Linked DNA regions of Mus musculus: region 2 is linked to region 1. The links are chromatin contacts, called in public promoter capture Hi-C maps. All regions are on one chromosome and are shown on one strand. Each heading gives the region's core, a stretch centred on a gene start, on an enhancer-like site or on the middle of the called end of the contact. The rest is flanking DNA. Distances are from core to core; before and after follow the strand shown.

Region 1 (7,194 bases), core at 2,458-4,957:
ATGGAGCAGCTGGAGCCAAAGAACTGGGAAACATGAACTCCCTGGGAACAAGACACCTGCTTCGACATAAGTTGCAGACGAAGTATAGATTTCTCAGGAGCAGATCCACAGGGGATTTGCTAAGAGGCATGAGGAGGTAAGGGACATTCTGGAGAGGCAGGAGGCCTGGGTAAGGCTAATTGGAGGAGGGGAACAGATGCTAGGCAAGGGGCGTGGCATAAGAGGAGGTGGGGCAGAGAAGGCTGAGCTCTGGAGCCGTGCTGTGGAGTACTTTTAACCGGCAGCATCTCCCTCCTCACAACTTCCTCAGTGTGAACTCAGTTACCAGCTCACTACAGATCCTCCTGGAGGAACAAATGCTGTATGGGATCCCAAAATATGGCAAGGTTTCCAGGTGGCGCCGAGCACCAGACGGCTTTGAGTCTGGAGATAGTTCCACCACAAGGCTCACGACCAGCAGAGGGTGCCACCATCCCACAGGGAGGCACCCAGGACTCTCCAATCCTCCCTGGAGAAACTGTGGAACCGCAGAGGAATCAGGCAGTCCGCTCCCCAGCTGCCAGCTGCTGAATTAGCAGTCTTTGTCAAGAGTCCTGGGTTCCTAAATCCATTCCGGGGCAGTCTTTCCCTCTCTGACTGCTGTCTCAGGCAGGAGGGCTTGGACCACACACGTCTTTTCCAGAACATGAGGCCTCTTCCAGCTCTGAAATCCTAAGATTTGAGAAAATCATGCCAAGGACTTAGAGAAATTGCCTTTTCTGGGCTCACACTTGCTCTGGGTTTTCTAGCACCTTCTTGCTTAGGTGAGAACTTCAGCTCCCTGTGGTGGCTTCTCACCTGGAGGCAAGAGGCAATCGGACCTGCACAAACTGGGGTTGTGGGGGAAGAGGTGTTTACCTCTAATCAGCACAAAGGACTTCTGTCAACAGGGCTGTTAGATACGCATTCACTAATCCTCCAGAGTAGGCAGGTGGCACCTTCATAGGTGGCACAGGATCTCGTTGGGGGTGTGTGGGGGGAGGGTCCTTTCGTGGATAAGAACTAGAATGAACGCAATACAAACTTTTCTGTCTTCTACCTTCGTAACTCCCCACCCCCTCCCCCACTACAGATGCCGTCTGTCAGGCAACAGACGGTCCAGGGGTCCATCTGTGTTAATGCTCTCAATAAGAGTCCCATGTTTCTCCACTGACTCTCCCTTGGCCCCTCAACCGATGGCCACTTGGTGGTTAAATCAGGGAGAGAAGCATTAAGGGAGACATCTTAGCTAACATAGTCCCTAAGCCACCCTTCCCACTTATACTTCTTGTGTAGTGAGGGCACAGGGGCCTGGGTGAGAGTAGGGGGCTGGAGGAGGGGAGGCAAGACACAAGGAGACAGCCAGACTGATGAACGGGTAGAAGAAAGTCTTTTCTGGCCTCTGAGATATGGCCTTCTGGCCTCTGCTCCCCCATGGTATGGGTCTTACACAGCACATGTACAGCATGCAACCGGCTCCCAGACCAAACACCTCTGTCACACCAGTGCCTAGCCAGCCCCTGGCACAGAGTCGGGCTCAACCTCACGATGAAGCATTGAAGTCAGCATCACAGAGTAAGGCAGAAGTTCCAGAATGGGGCTGCCTTGTTTGGACTGTCAACTTGGTCACTGAGCAACCCTCCTAGCAAGGTGCTTTCTGTCTGGGTTTCAGTTTCCCCCTCTGGGAGGGATGATAATGGTACCTGTTTCATAAGGTTTGTAATGATGTATGTAAAGAGCACGCGTGGTGTCTCATGTCCGAATGTGGAGCCCCAGGCTCCGTCTGTGGTGGCTAGACAACCAACTGCTTCCCTCTTTTGCTTCTTATTTGGGCGCCACTGACGACAGACTTGGGCTGTGGGTCATCCCCGCCTCTCCCACAGCCTGGCAGCCATGGTAACAAAGAGCTTGAGGGATGGTATCTAAGACAGGACTAGAGAAAGGCTCAGCGCCGGTCATGCCCCAACTCCGAGGATCTACTCACCTACTCTGGGCATATTCCAAACCCCAGGTGAGGAACGAGAGCCTTAACTCCAGCATCCAGAGTGGAGAGGTGATTTCAAGCCTTGGGGTGGCCCCAGTAGGGCTCGGATTTAAACCTGCTTGCAGGTTTCCACAGCTTCCCTTTCTCCTAGCCCTGGGAAAGGAAGGCTGCTTTAGTTATCTCTTCTACCATGCAGGTGGGAAGATGGACCCCTTAGCCCCTCACTCCCCGGGAGCTTCCACTGGGTGAATTCAGAGGTGTACCTCTCTCCCAGTTCCTTCTTCAGAAACCCCAACCCTCCCCTGCGCAGCCCCGGCCTCCCCCTCTCCAGTCTAGGGCTTCCTGCAGTCTGACCCACTGCTACCCTGACCTCAAAGCTTCCCCCAGTTTATTTACCACCACTCCTTATTGTGCCCCCATCTCCACGAACCACTAAGGCCATCATTCATTCCCTAACTTCATCCAATGTACGTTCACAGACTGCTTCCAGGTAGCATATAAACCCCTGCTCTCCCCAAATGTCCTGTCCCTCCCGCTGCCGTGGGCAGCTAGATTTCCCCCACTGAGCGCCCAAGTCCCCCAGAGTGTCCCAGAGCCTGGCTGATGGCTGCGCACTGTGGGCGGGGCTCCCCATAGCGGTCCCCCCCTGGAGGCGGTGCCTGCGTGTCGGGGGGCGAGGCCACTGGAGGCCGCTCCCCACGCCTCTCGGGAGTCTATAAAGCAAGGCTACACGCGGCCCGCTGGGCTGGCGTCCCAAAGCCGTCCCTAACACCATCAAGCAGAGAGAGCGCGGCCTCTGAGGGGCGCCGGACGCCGGAGCCATGACCCTCCGCCGACTCAGGAAGCTGCAGCAGAAGGAGGAGGCGACTGCCGCGCCGGACCCCGCTGGCCGGGCTCCCGACTCCGAAGCCGCTCGCGCCGCCCCGCTACCCTCCGGCCCTCCGGCTGCCGCCGCTCCGCCCGGAGCCCCCGGGGAGGAGCTGTACGCAGCACTGGAGGACTATCACCCTGCCGAGCTGTACCGCGCGCTCGCCGTGTCCGGGGGTACCCTGCCTCGCCGAAAGGTGCGTTACTTAACCTGCATCCCCAGATTCGGTACCCTGCCTTCTTCCTTCCGCAGGATACACTCACCCGCAGCAGCGCCGATGACTGCCACATTCCCCGGCCCTGCGACCCTGGGCCACCCGCCTTGCTCCGCCCAGAAGGTGCAAACCTGCCCACTCGGGTCTCAGAAGGCTGTAGCCCCCGCCATCACAACGCCCCCAGTTCGGGTGGCTCTCCGCTCCATTCCCCACACGCGGATGCCCCATCTCCTCCCACTCTCTTGCCTTAACTCCGCCCCAGCACCCCCTTTCTACAGCTTGCTCCATCTGGCTTTCTGCCGCCTCCTGCTCCGCCTGCGGGTGTCCAGAAGTCTAAAAACTCTCAGGACCCTGCCGCCCAAGCACCTTCTCAAGTTGGAGCAGGGATAGAGAAGGAACCTCACCACTTGCCTCGAACAAGTTGAGGGTCCTGGAGCCCTGGGCGGGAGAGAGATTAATGGCCCCTTAGAAGTAGTGCTGCGAATTCCCAAAAACTCCCCCTCCGCAGGAACACTCGGCTTCTTGGGCTCAGGGCCTCGTGCTTTGTACCGCATCTTAGATGCGGGATGTGAAAGCGTAGCTCTTCTAACTTCAGCCAGGACCGGACGCTGTGGGAGAGTCACAGGGCAGGAAGGATGCGGGCCGCACCCGCCCTCTGCCCTAAGTCTCCCTCTAAGTGAAACTCTTCCTCTGGCCTGAGAGAACCTGAGTCTTCAGATGCTGAGAGCCAAGACCCAGGTTAAAGAGAAAGAATGGGTAGCCCTTCCCTATGCGGCCCCCTCCTTCTCTCATGGTCCCTGGCTCCCCCTACACACAATGAACAGCTTGTTGAGAACTTGCATTTTATGAAAATCGGGTTGAAAAACAAAGGGGTCTCTCTGTACTGACCGGTCCTTCCTTCTTGGCCTATTTGGATACTGTCCCCACCCAGAGGTTAGTCTGCTTCTGGAGGAAGAGGGTCCCCTTCTCTTCCTTGCTTTAGGGTAGCTTATGGGGGTAGAGAGTGTTAACAAAAGCACAGACCAGGAAGGCCTCAGGCAGTTTGGCACTTGGGGAAAGGGTTGGTCCCAGATGAGACTTCCTCCAAGAACTAAAATCTTAGGAGGGACAGAGGTTGTTTTTAGGTTATCTGGGGTCCGGAAGAGTTCAGGACATTCTAAAAAAAAAAACAAAAAAAGCTCCCAGTTTTTCAAGCATAGTGAGACAAGTTTGATTCTGAGATTTACTTGTTTTTATTTATTCAATAATTATTTTGTTCTAGAAAAAAATTCATGGCAATATCAAGAGACTCAGGTTTGGAGGGCATACAGCCAGCTTCATCTGGAATCTACTGTCCCACCTACCCCCAAGCAACCTGTTCTTAGGAGATTTGGCACCTCTGTCACATTCAGGCTGTCATTGCCAGGCCCCTGGCTCTCTGCTCTCCTGAATACTGGGTCTGCTTGAACCATTAAATGGACAGACTCAGCTGGTGGGAATCTGTAGAGTAAGAACCCTAAGTCTATGGCTTCCTTCTTCAACTCGGGGAAGCTCCTGCCTCAGCTTTTGGGGCCCGGAAGGTCTGGACCCATCAGACATGATGCCAGTGGTGAGATTATTCTAGAGTCACAGGCTTCTCCAAGCTGGTTAGCAGAGGTGGAGTTTACTGATCTAGAACCCAGAATAGATGTGACCCTGAGGTCCCAGGGACCGTGTGAACTCTGGGAGTGATAACAGCAGCTACATTTGGCAAATAGTTAAATTAGCGCCAAAGCAGAGGTGTAGCTAGGAAGGAAAAGACAGGCAGCAGGAAGTGGGGTGCTGTGTCAGAGTTGGGCTCAGGTGAGAGTCCTTCCAGAAAGGGTTCCTCAGCATCTGCCCCAGGATAGCTCCTTGTCAGCATCTGCCCCAGGATAGCCCCTTGTCGGCATCTGCCCCAGGATAGCCCCTTGTCGGCATCTGCCCCAGGATAGCCCCTTGTCGGCATCTGCCCCAGGATAGCCCCTTGTTGGCATCTGCCCCAGGATAGCCCCTTCTCGGCATCTGCCCCAGGATAGCCCCTTGTCGGCATCTGCCCCAGGATAGCCCCTTGTCGGCATCTGCCCCAGGATAGCCCCTTGTCGGCATCTGCCCCAGGATAGCCCCTTGTCGGCATCTGCCCCAGGATAGCCCCTTGTCGGCATCTGCCCCAGGATAGCCCCTTGTCGGCATCTGCCCCAGGATAGCCCCTTCTCAGCATCTGCCCCAGGATAGCCCCTTCTCAGCATCTGCCCCAGGATAGCTCCTTGTCAGCATCTGCCCCAAGATAGCACCTTCTCAGCATCTGCCCCAGGATAGCCTTTTCATTGTCTTCTGACTGTTTTACCACCCAGGGCTCAGGATTCCGTTGGAAGAATTTCACTCAGAGTCCTGAACAGCAACGGTGAGTCACCCCCACCCAAAGTCCCTGCTGTCCAGAAAAGTGAGGTGGTGGGGGTGGGGATGGAGCATCTCAGCCCAGCCCCCTAGGAGGCATCTCCCATCCTTGAGCATGACTTCCCCACTGGGATTGAGGGGCAGGTGGGGGTGTGGGCTGTGTGAAGGGGCGGCAGAACAAGGGGGGCTCTTCTGAGTCATTAGGTGCTCCTTAACCACCCCCAATCAATGCCAGTTGTGTCTTTCTGGAAGAGCTGGATTAGTGAGAGGTGGGGGTGGGAAGGAGAAGATACCATGGAAGTCCCCTAACTCGTGCTCCTTGGCTTATTCCCTGAGCCCACCCAGCCCCGCAGGCCCAGACCATGGGCATTCTGTGACCAGATGTTTGAGTCTGATGGGTTTTATGAATCAGGCTTTTAGTCTTACATTGGTGCTATGCCATAGCTGCAGTTTGGGAAGGCTCTGAGATCTGGACAATGGACAGGCGCTCATCCTAGGACCTGGGGCTCAGGTTCCCTTTTTGCCTATGTCTCATGCCCAAGACCCTGGCTTCCCCTGACATGGTTCTGCAAACTGTGACCTCCTGGCCAGGTTGGTCTGTTTGGCCCTTTAACTAAGAATCTGATGATATATGCTCACACATACATTTGTTGTTGTTGTTGTTGTTGTTGCTGTTGTTGTTGCTGTTGTTTTGCGTTTTGAGACAGGGTCTCTCTACAGAGCCCTGGTTGTCCTGGAATTCAAGAGATCCCCCTGCCTCTGCTTTCCAGGTGCTGGGCTTAAAAAAAGGCATGCACCACCGTGCCCAGCTTATTTCAATATCTTAAAGGGTTATAAAAACAAAGAATAATATATGACAGAGGCCATACAGGGCCCACAAAACCTAAAATATTCGCTATCTGGCTCTTGCCAGTAAAAGTTCGCAGACCCTTCCAGGAACCCAGAAAGCACTGGGACAGACAGAGAACTTCCACTGCTCCTGCCCCACAACATACGGGGCTCCCAAGGAAGAGAAGTATCTTGCACAGCCTTAGGTGGCAGGGGCTGTGACTCAGGATAGAAGCTAGAGGCCTCGTCTCCAGGGCCTTTCTGAGGCTGCCAGACTCAAAGAGGCTTTCGCAGCCACTTTATTCTGCCTCTGGCTGGTGGAAAGGAAGGGGAAGGGGTGGGCAAAGGAAACTCTGGGCTCCCCCATCAGCCTAGGATCTGGAGCAGTTCCAGACCATTGTGTCCAGCAGGCTGCCTTCAGTTCGGGAAGGGGTGGCCCCAGGCTCCCCTCCCCCAGCCCTCACATCTGGTGGGCTGGCCGCACCACAGCTGGGAGGAGCAGCTGTGGTGTGGTCTGCGCCCAGCCTCGTGACTGCTCCCGGGGCTGGAGCTCTGTTTTCTCCAAAGCATCAGAGCCAGGATGCTCCAGCCTGGGGGGCCAAATTGGGGCCTTCGGTTAGTGAGTATACGGTCAGACTCAGTAGAAGTCTGGGGGTGCTGGTAGGCTCACTCCTTTCCAGAGTTCCCACCCTACCCTACACCCCACAGCCGCCCCACCTAAGAGGCTGGTTTTATTCTGTACAGCTCCTTGAGGCCAATTTCAGTTGGGTTTGGGAAGGGCATTCCAAAAATCTGTGTAGAATGAGCTGTCACAGGAGACTCTGGGTCCTTCTGGGATGTTCGAGATCAGACTTCCACTGAGCTGTGGGACTGTCAAGCTCCTGGTTT
Region 2 (6,719 bases), core at 901-3,400, 830 kb after region 1:
GAGCTAGTCCAGATGCCCTTCAGTGGGTAAACAGTTAAACAAATGGGGGGGGGGGGGTCCATCCATCCTGTGAAATACTCAACTATAAACAAACTATTGATGTTTGAGAGCCTGGGTAGATCTCCAGAGAACTAGCTGACTGAAAACAGCCAACTTCCAAAGTCTGCAAGCCATATAATTCCATGTAGGCAACATTCTTTTTTTGTTTGTTTGTTTTTGTTTTTTTCGAGACAGGGTTTCTCTGTGTAGCCCTGGCTGTCCTGGAACTCACTCTGTAGACCAGGCTGGTCTCGAACTCAGAAATCCGCCTGCCTCTGCCTCCTGAGTGCTGGGATTATAAACCCAAATGTTGAGCTCCTCATCCATGCCGATGTCGTGTGATATTGTGCTATAATTCCCCCCAGGTGTAACCATCAGGTCTGGAACTGCAGAGATGAGACAGGAGGATTAGGAGTTCAAGGCTAAGCTTAGCCTATGTAGTGAGTTCAGGCCCCTCTTGGGCTAGAGTGAAACCTATTTAAAAATAAAATAAATAAAAATTGGAGAAAAACTGGGTAAAAAAGTACATGGATCCCTGTTTTACCTCCTACAACTGCATAATTCTCTTTACAATGATGTCAAACTGCAATTTTAAACAGGATAGCAGAAACTGTTGGGAGCCGACTCTTAGCAGAAAGCGGCTATCATCTCTGCAGCCATCTTGGGCTATTTACTTACAGGTTGGAACTTTTCCACCCTGACGAGAGACTTGTTTTCCTAGCATGATGTTTTTGCAAGAAGCCCACCACACGCTGATAACATCTTGGTTTTCTCCTACACATCCTGGACCTGTGGTTACGTGTCTCCAGCTGCACTCCCTGACTTATGCTTATATGCCCATAGTTGCCTTTCAATAAAAAGACTTGAGACTTGATCAGATAGCCTGTCTTGTCTCCATTCTTCCAGTCTCTTGTTCCTCAGTCCCCACTCTCTCTCTCTCTTGCAGACACCATTGACTGACCTGCGGACCAAGAAACCGCAAGTTAAGAGCATTCGTATCAACATTCCAGAGGACCTGAGTTAGATTCCGAGCACCCACCTCAAGTGGCTCACAACTGCTTGTAACTCCAGCTCCAGAGCATCTGAGGTCCTCCATGGACACACACACACACATACACACACACACACACGGACACGGACACGGACACGGACACACACATGTGACACACACATATAAACACATATACTCATATACAAGATGGCTCAACAAAGGTGACTAGTCCCAAGTCTGACAACCTAAGCTCCCTCCAGGGACCCTCGTAGTGGATAGATTCCCAACTGCTCAAGTTTGTCCTCTGACCTCTATACATGCACCAAGGCCTATGTACACAGACACACACACACACACAAATAGATAAATGTAATTTAAAATGTTTAATAGTAAAAATGAAAATATATAAAGATTTTGTATTTATCACATACCCCCAGCTTGTGAGGCTCGAACTTACAGACTTTGTCAAACTATAACAGAATTTGTGTTTGAGACAGGATAGCTTGCTCCCTAGGCTGGCCTTGAACTGGCTATGTTACCAAGGAGGACCCAGAACCTATCCTCCTGGTTGCGCATGCTGGGGGTGGGAGGATGGGATTTTCATTCGTGTGCCACAAGATTGATTTAAAAACAAAAAACAAACAAACAAACAAAAAAACCCGACCCTTACATGAGCACGCACTCCAAAATTATTTAATTCTTCTTTGGGTAATTATGATAACAAAGAGCTCCCACGAACTTTTCTTGGGAAATTGGTGTGGGGTTGTTGGAGCGCAAGACTCGAAGGTTCTCTCCAGTCCAAGAGCTATCTGGAAATCAGAAGATCCTTCCAGCTAGGGACTGTCGGGAAGCGAAGAAAGGAGGCGCAGAAAATGTGCCCCGAATTCCAATAGACTCAATGAGACCAGGAGCCTGGAGTTGCTGAGCTGCGGCAGCGGGGGGGGGGGGGGGGCGCGGGGGGGAGCGCGGGGGGGCATTTGGATCACGGCATCCATGCGCCACCTTCTGACTACAGAGCATGCGCAGCTGAGCCGGGAGGCAACCCGCCCACCATGCACCCCGTACCCAGAGTCCCAGGACGCGGTGAGGCAAAGGGAGGGCAGGCAGAAACGCGGCTTCCCCACGCGGTTTGGGTCGGGACTGACTGAGCATGGCGCAGAGCCCAGGCTGCTCTTTAAGCAGGTGCGCCCTTCCAGCCCCGCGGCCTCACTCCAGCTCAGCTTGGGTTCAGCACCTTTCTTATCGATCATTTTGGCAGTGGCTCCCACCTGGGCACAAGCCCGTTTTCTCTTCCAGTTCCTCGTTGCCCCTCAGCGGCGCCCAGCCAAGAGTGGGGCTAGTGAGAGGTAATCCCATCACTTCCACGTGTAACCCCAGCACTTCAGACAGACAAGTAAATCTCAAGAGCTGCCTGGCCACCCAGCCTAGTCAGGCAGCTCCAGACCCTGTCTCAGGAAACAAACAAAACAAAACAAAAAGCAAGTGAATGGGCTAGAGAGATGGCTTTGCTTGGTGGTTTTGAGCACTTCTTGCTCTAGCAGAGGATCCAGGCCTTAACCCCAGCACCCACAACTTTCTATAAATCCACTTCCAGGGGATCTGCCACCCTCTTCTGACCTCCATGTGGTGAACATACATACATGCAGGCAAAATATCCCTACACACAAAATAAGTCTTTAAAAAGTGGAGGAGGCGGGCTGGAGAGATGGCTTAGCGGTTAAGAGCACCAACGGCTCTTCGGAAGGTCCTGAGTTCAAATCCCAGCAACCACATGGTCTGAAGACAGCTACAGTGTACTTACATATAATAAATAAATCTGAAAAAACAAACAAACAAACAAAAAGTGGAGGAGGGTAGCAAGTCAGGCTGTGGTTGCTCATGCCTTTAATCCCAGTACTCAAGAGACAAGGCAGGCGGATCTCTGTGAGTTTGAGGCCAGCCTGGTCTACAGAGCGAGGTCTAAGACAGCCAGGACTACACAGGGAAACCCTGTCTCAAAAAAACAAAAACACAAAAAGAGAACATTGACTCCTAGGGAACAAAATTTGAGATTGATCTCTGGCCTCCATATAAACATGCATACAGGGCTGGAGAGATGGCTCAACGGGTAAGAGCATTGACTGCCCTTCCAGAGGTCCTGAGTTCAAGTCCCAGCAACCATGTGGTGATCCACAACCATCTGTAATGAAATCTGACGCCCTTTTCTGGTTTGTCTGAAGACAACTACAGTGTACTTACATATAATAAATAAATAAATCCTTTTTTAATTACTTTTTTTGGTAAAATGCATAGAAAAAAGTAAGGTATATCAGGTGAGAATATATCTTGTGTGAAAAAACAAATTATTATTCTTTTATGAAAATACATATGTGTATATTGTATATACATACATTTGTATATTTCATTTTACTTTATGTGTATGAATATTTGCCTGCATGTGTGTTTATGCACCACATGAGTGTCTGGCTCCTGATGTAAGTCAGAAGAGCGTATCAAATCCCCTGAAACTGGAGTTACAGATGGTTGTAAACCAGTATGTGGGTGCTGTGAACCAAACCCAAGCCCTCTACAAAACCAAGCCGTCCTAACCATGGAGTCATCTCTCCAGCCATAATGTTTTGTGTACTTTAATTTTAAAACATTTAGAATCCCCAGGACAGGCTGAAAGTGTAGCTCAGTGGTAGTTCTTGTCTCATGGGTTCATGGTGCTGACTTCCACCCTGGTGCAGGGGGCAGGGCAGGGGGGACGGGGCATCAACGCAGAGTGCTCAGTTCTCTCCTTTGTTAGGTCTCATCTGGATCACATAACCTGTTCTTCCTGCTGCCTCCAGCAGCACCTGTGCTGGAACGTTCTGTAATAATGGCCTCTGTGTATTCAATAGTCACCAATCATATACAGCTTTCAATGTGGCTGCATGAACAAAGAGATGATTTTGGAATGTCATTTATTTTACATTTTAAAATGCACACCAGTAGCTAGGGGGCTAATGTTCCTCACTGTATTAAGTAGTGCAGTGCACCTCAGGCTGTAAGTGTCCGTGAGCAGAGATGGGCTTGCTCAGTATCATATCCCAGACTTAGGTCATTCCAAACTGTGTTAAGTCACCAATAAATGGGACATTTTTAGTTTTGAGTGGTTTGAGGTGTGTGTGTGTGTGTGTGTGTGTGTGTGTGTGTGTGTGTGTGTCTGTATGTGTCTGTGTGTGTGTGTGTGTGTGTGTCTGTGTGTGTGTGTGTATGTCTGTGTGTGTCTGTGTGTGTCTGTGTTTGTGTAGACCAGGCTCAGGCTGATCCTCCTGCTCTGGTACTCCTCAGTCTCTGGGATTGAAAATGTCTCACTACACACACACACACACACACACACACACACACACACACACACACACACAATATGATTTCATTTTTTTTCATTTTTATTGATTATTTTATTTATTTACATTTCAAATGTTATCCCCCTTCCCAGCTTCCCCTCCACAAATCCCCATCCCCTCCCTCTCCCCTCTGCCTCTACGAAAATGTTTGTAAAAGGCACCTGTGACCTGTAGTGTCTGTCAACTTCTATAGTACAAATACTTCCACTGTGACCAATTTTCAATTGCTTTAATTACTCTAATTGAAATTTCTGGATTTAATAGTCTTCTGAAAACGTTGCATATGCGAATGAATAAATGAATATGAGTCAGACCGCCTGCTAAGAAGGGCTCTGCAGCTAAACACCCAAGGAAAAGACACAGAACGAAAGAGAGTTAAGATGTGGACCTTAGTCGGGCATGGTGGTTCCTGCCTGCAATGCCAGCACACAGGAGGCAGGAGCAGGAAAGCTTGTGATCAGCCAGGTATATAATATAAGCAAGTTCCAGGCCATCCAAGGTTATATATTGAATCCCATACCACATTCCCATCTTCAAAAAAAGAAAGTAAACAAAATGTCACCATCAATAGGCATCTTTCTAGCTTGGATTTGTTATCTGTATTTTAAGTTTAAAAGGAAGACTGTTTTACTACTTTTTAAATTTTTTATTTATTTCAAGCCGTGTGTGGCAGTGAATGCCTTTAATCCCAGCACTAGGGAGGCAAAGGCAGGCAGATCTCTCCGTTGGAGCCCAACCTTCCCTCTCTCTCTTGTTTTTGATAGGTTGGTTGGCTGGTTGATTTTTCAAGACAGAGTTTCTCTGTGTAACTTTGGCTATCTGGATCTCGCTCTGTAGACCAGGCCGGCCTGGAACTTACAGAGATCTGCCTGCCTCGACTCCTGAGTGCTGGGATCAGAGGTGTGCCCCACCTCACCCAGCTTGGTTCTTTCCTTCCACCATGCAAGTTCCAGGGATCGAGCTCAGGTTGTGAGGTTTGGCAACAGGTGCCTTTCTTTACCATAGGAATCATTTCTTCTACCTTTGTTTTGTTGTCTTTTCCTCTTACTTTACTCTCTGTGTACCGGTGTTTTGCCTCCTTGTATGCCTGTGCACCATGGGCATGCAGTGTCCACGGAAGGCAGAAGATGGCATTGGATCTCCTGGTACTGGAGTAACAGATAGTTATGAGCTGCCAAGTGGGTAGTAGCCATCAGACCTGGGCCCTCTGGAAGAATGGCTAGTACCCATAACCACTGAGCCACATCCCCAGTCTTTACTTTGGTTTTGGTTATGGGAGACAGTGTTTCTCTGTCACCCTAATTGTCTTAGAACTTTCTCTGTTAGACCAGGCCAGCCTCCAACTCTGAGATCCCCCCCCCCTCCGCCTCTGCCTCCCCAGTGCTGGAATTAAAGGTGTTTGCCACAAAGCCAGGTTTGCTTTGTTTTCTGAGGTGGGGTCTCACTATGTAGACCAGACTGGCTTTGAACACCTACCAGTCCAACTGCCTCTGCCTTCTGAGTCAAAAGATTGCAAACATGTTCCAAATGTCAGCTTCTTCTCACCTTTATAGCTCCTCTTTGACCTGACAAGAAGAACCTAATGAGAGAGTAGTTGAATTTCCTCAAGTTGTAACATCCTACTTCTCTCTACCCGAGCTTGCAGACACCCAAAAGCCTCATAGCAGGTCTCAGCATCTGTCACTGCAACCAGAGAAAAGAATCATACATTATAAAAGCTACTGAATAAATATTAACTGTCCACAAAGGTGTACTGGGGCCACAGTGACTCATGCCCACAGCCCAAGGACTTGGAAGATAGAGTGGTTTTCTAGGTATGGATATCACCTGGTGCTCCTTGGTCATCCACACAGTTTTTGTAAAGAACAAGTTGCTACAACTATAAATTTTGCAGTCTTGTATTGACTCAGAACAAATATTTATAGGTACCAGGCACCACTTAACATCTCCTCTTTGCTCCTGGGGTCATTCCCACATTCTCTACGTGTTCAAGGAAGGAAAAGCAGGTGCCTTGCAGAGGCACAGCTTGGACCCAAGGTCATCCCCTGGGTTTTAGCCCTCATTCAAAACAGAGCCTTCACCCAAACTTCAAGCAACACAACACAAGACAAAGGCACAACAAAGGCGACAGGTTTCATTCGTAACAAAGGCTGTGGGCAGATAATCACAGGAAGGTGGTGACTGTGACCTATGGTAGACGCAGAACCTGAGGGGTGTGTCCATTCAGGTGTTCATGTCACATGAGGAAAAAGAGAACAAAATTGTTGATATGCAACCGCTCGGTCTAGCACGCCGGAGGTACTCAGTAAATACAAGTT

The links. Promoter capture Hi-C pulls out the DNA fragments that hold promoters and counts their contacts.
Region 2: a promoter capture Hi-C map of embryonic stem cells shows a contact between it and region 1. The contact joins the enhancer-like site here to the promoter of A330009N23Rik in region 1. A contact is called at or near these places in 6 of 39 promoter capture datasets (the C10 cell line, the HPC-7 cell line, HPC-7-derived erythroid cells and 4 more), 1 of 15 datasets of contacts at CTCF or cohesin (the NIH/3T3 cell line), 8 of 484 Hi-C or Micro-C datasets (embryonic fibroblasts, embryonic stem cells, frontal cortex and 2 more), 8 of 115 datasets of contacts at active chromatin or transcription factors (astrocytes, differentiating embryonic stem cells, embryonic basal ganglia and 4 more) and 1 of 9 other capture datasets (liver).

Annotation. Positions count from the first base shown.
Region 1 is chr15:101,221,479-101,228,672 of GRCm38.p6, forward strand. A330009N23Rik (RIKEN cDNA A330009N23 gene) reads right to left here and starts at 3,708. Exons shown (of 3, transcript NR_045328.1): 1 at 3,496-3,708; 2 at 2,003-2,155; 3 at 1-711. It overlaps Grasp (GRP1 (general receptor for phosphoinositides 1)-associated scaffold protein), which reads left to right and starts at 2,729. Exons shown (of 8, transcript NM_019518.3): 1 at 2,729-3,066; 2 at 5,436-5,485. The coding sequence starts at 2,824. It overlaps AU021063 (expressed sequence AU021063), which reads left to right. Exons shown (of 3, transcript NR_045996.1): 2 at 1-136; 3 at 311-677.
Region 2 is chr15:102,050,086-102,056,804 of GRCm38.p6, forward strand. No RefSeq gene overlaps it. Among named protein-coding and RNA genes, the nearest start is that of Gm41405, 8.1 kb to the left of the region's middle. Within about 2 kb of position 2,151, at least 147 of the 459 cell types and tissues checked have an H3K27ac peak or open chromatin away from gene starts, as enhancers often do. A contact at or near this core is called in astrocytes, differentiating embryonic stem cells, embryonic basal ganglia and 6 more, where this site is marked.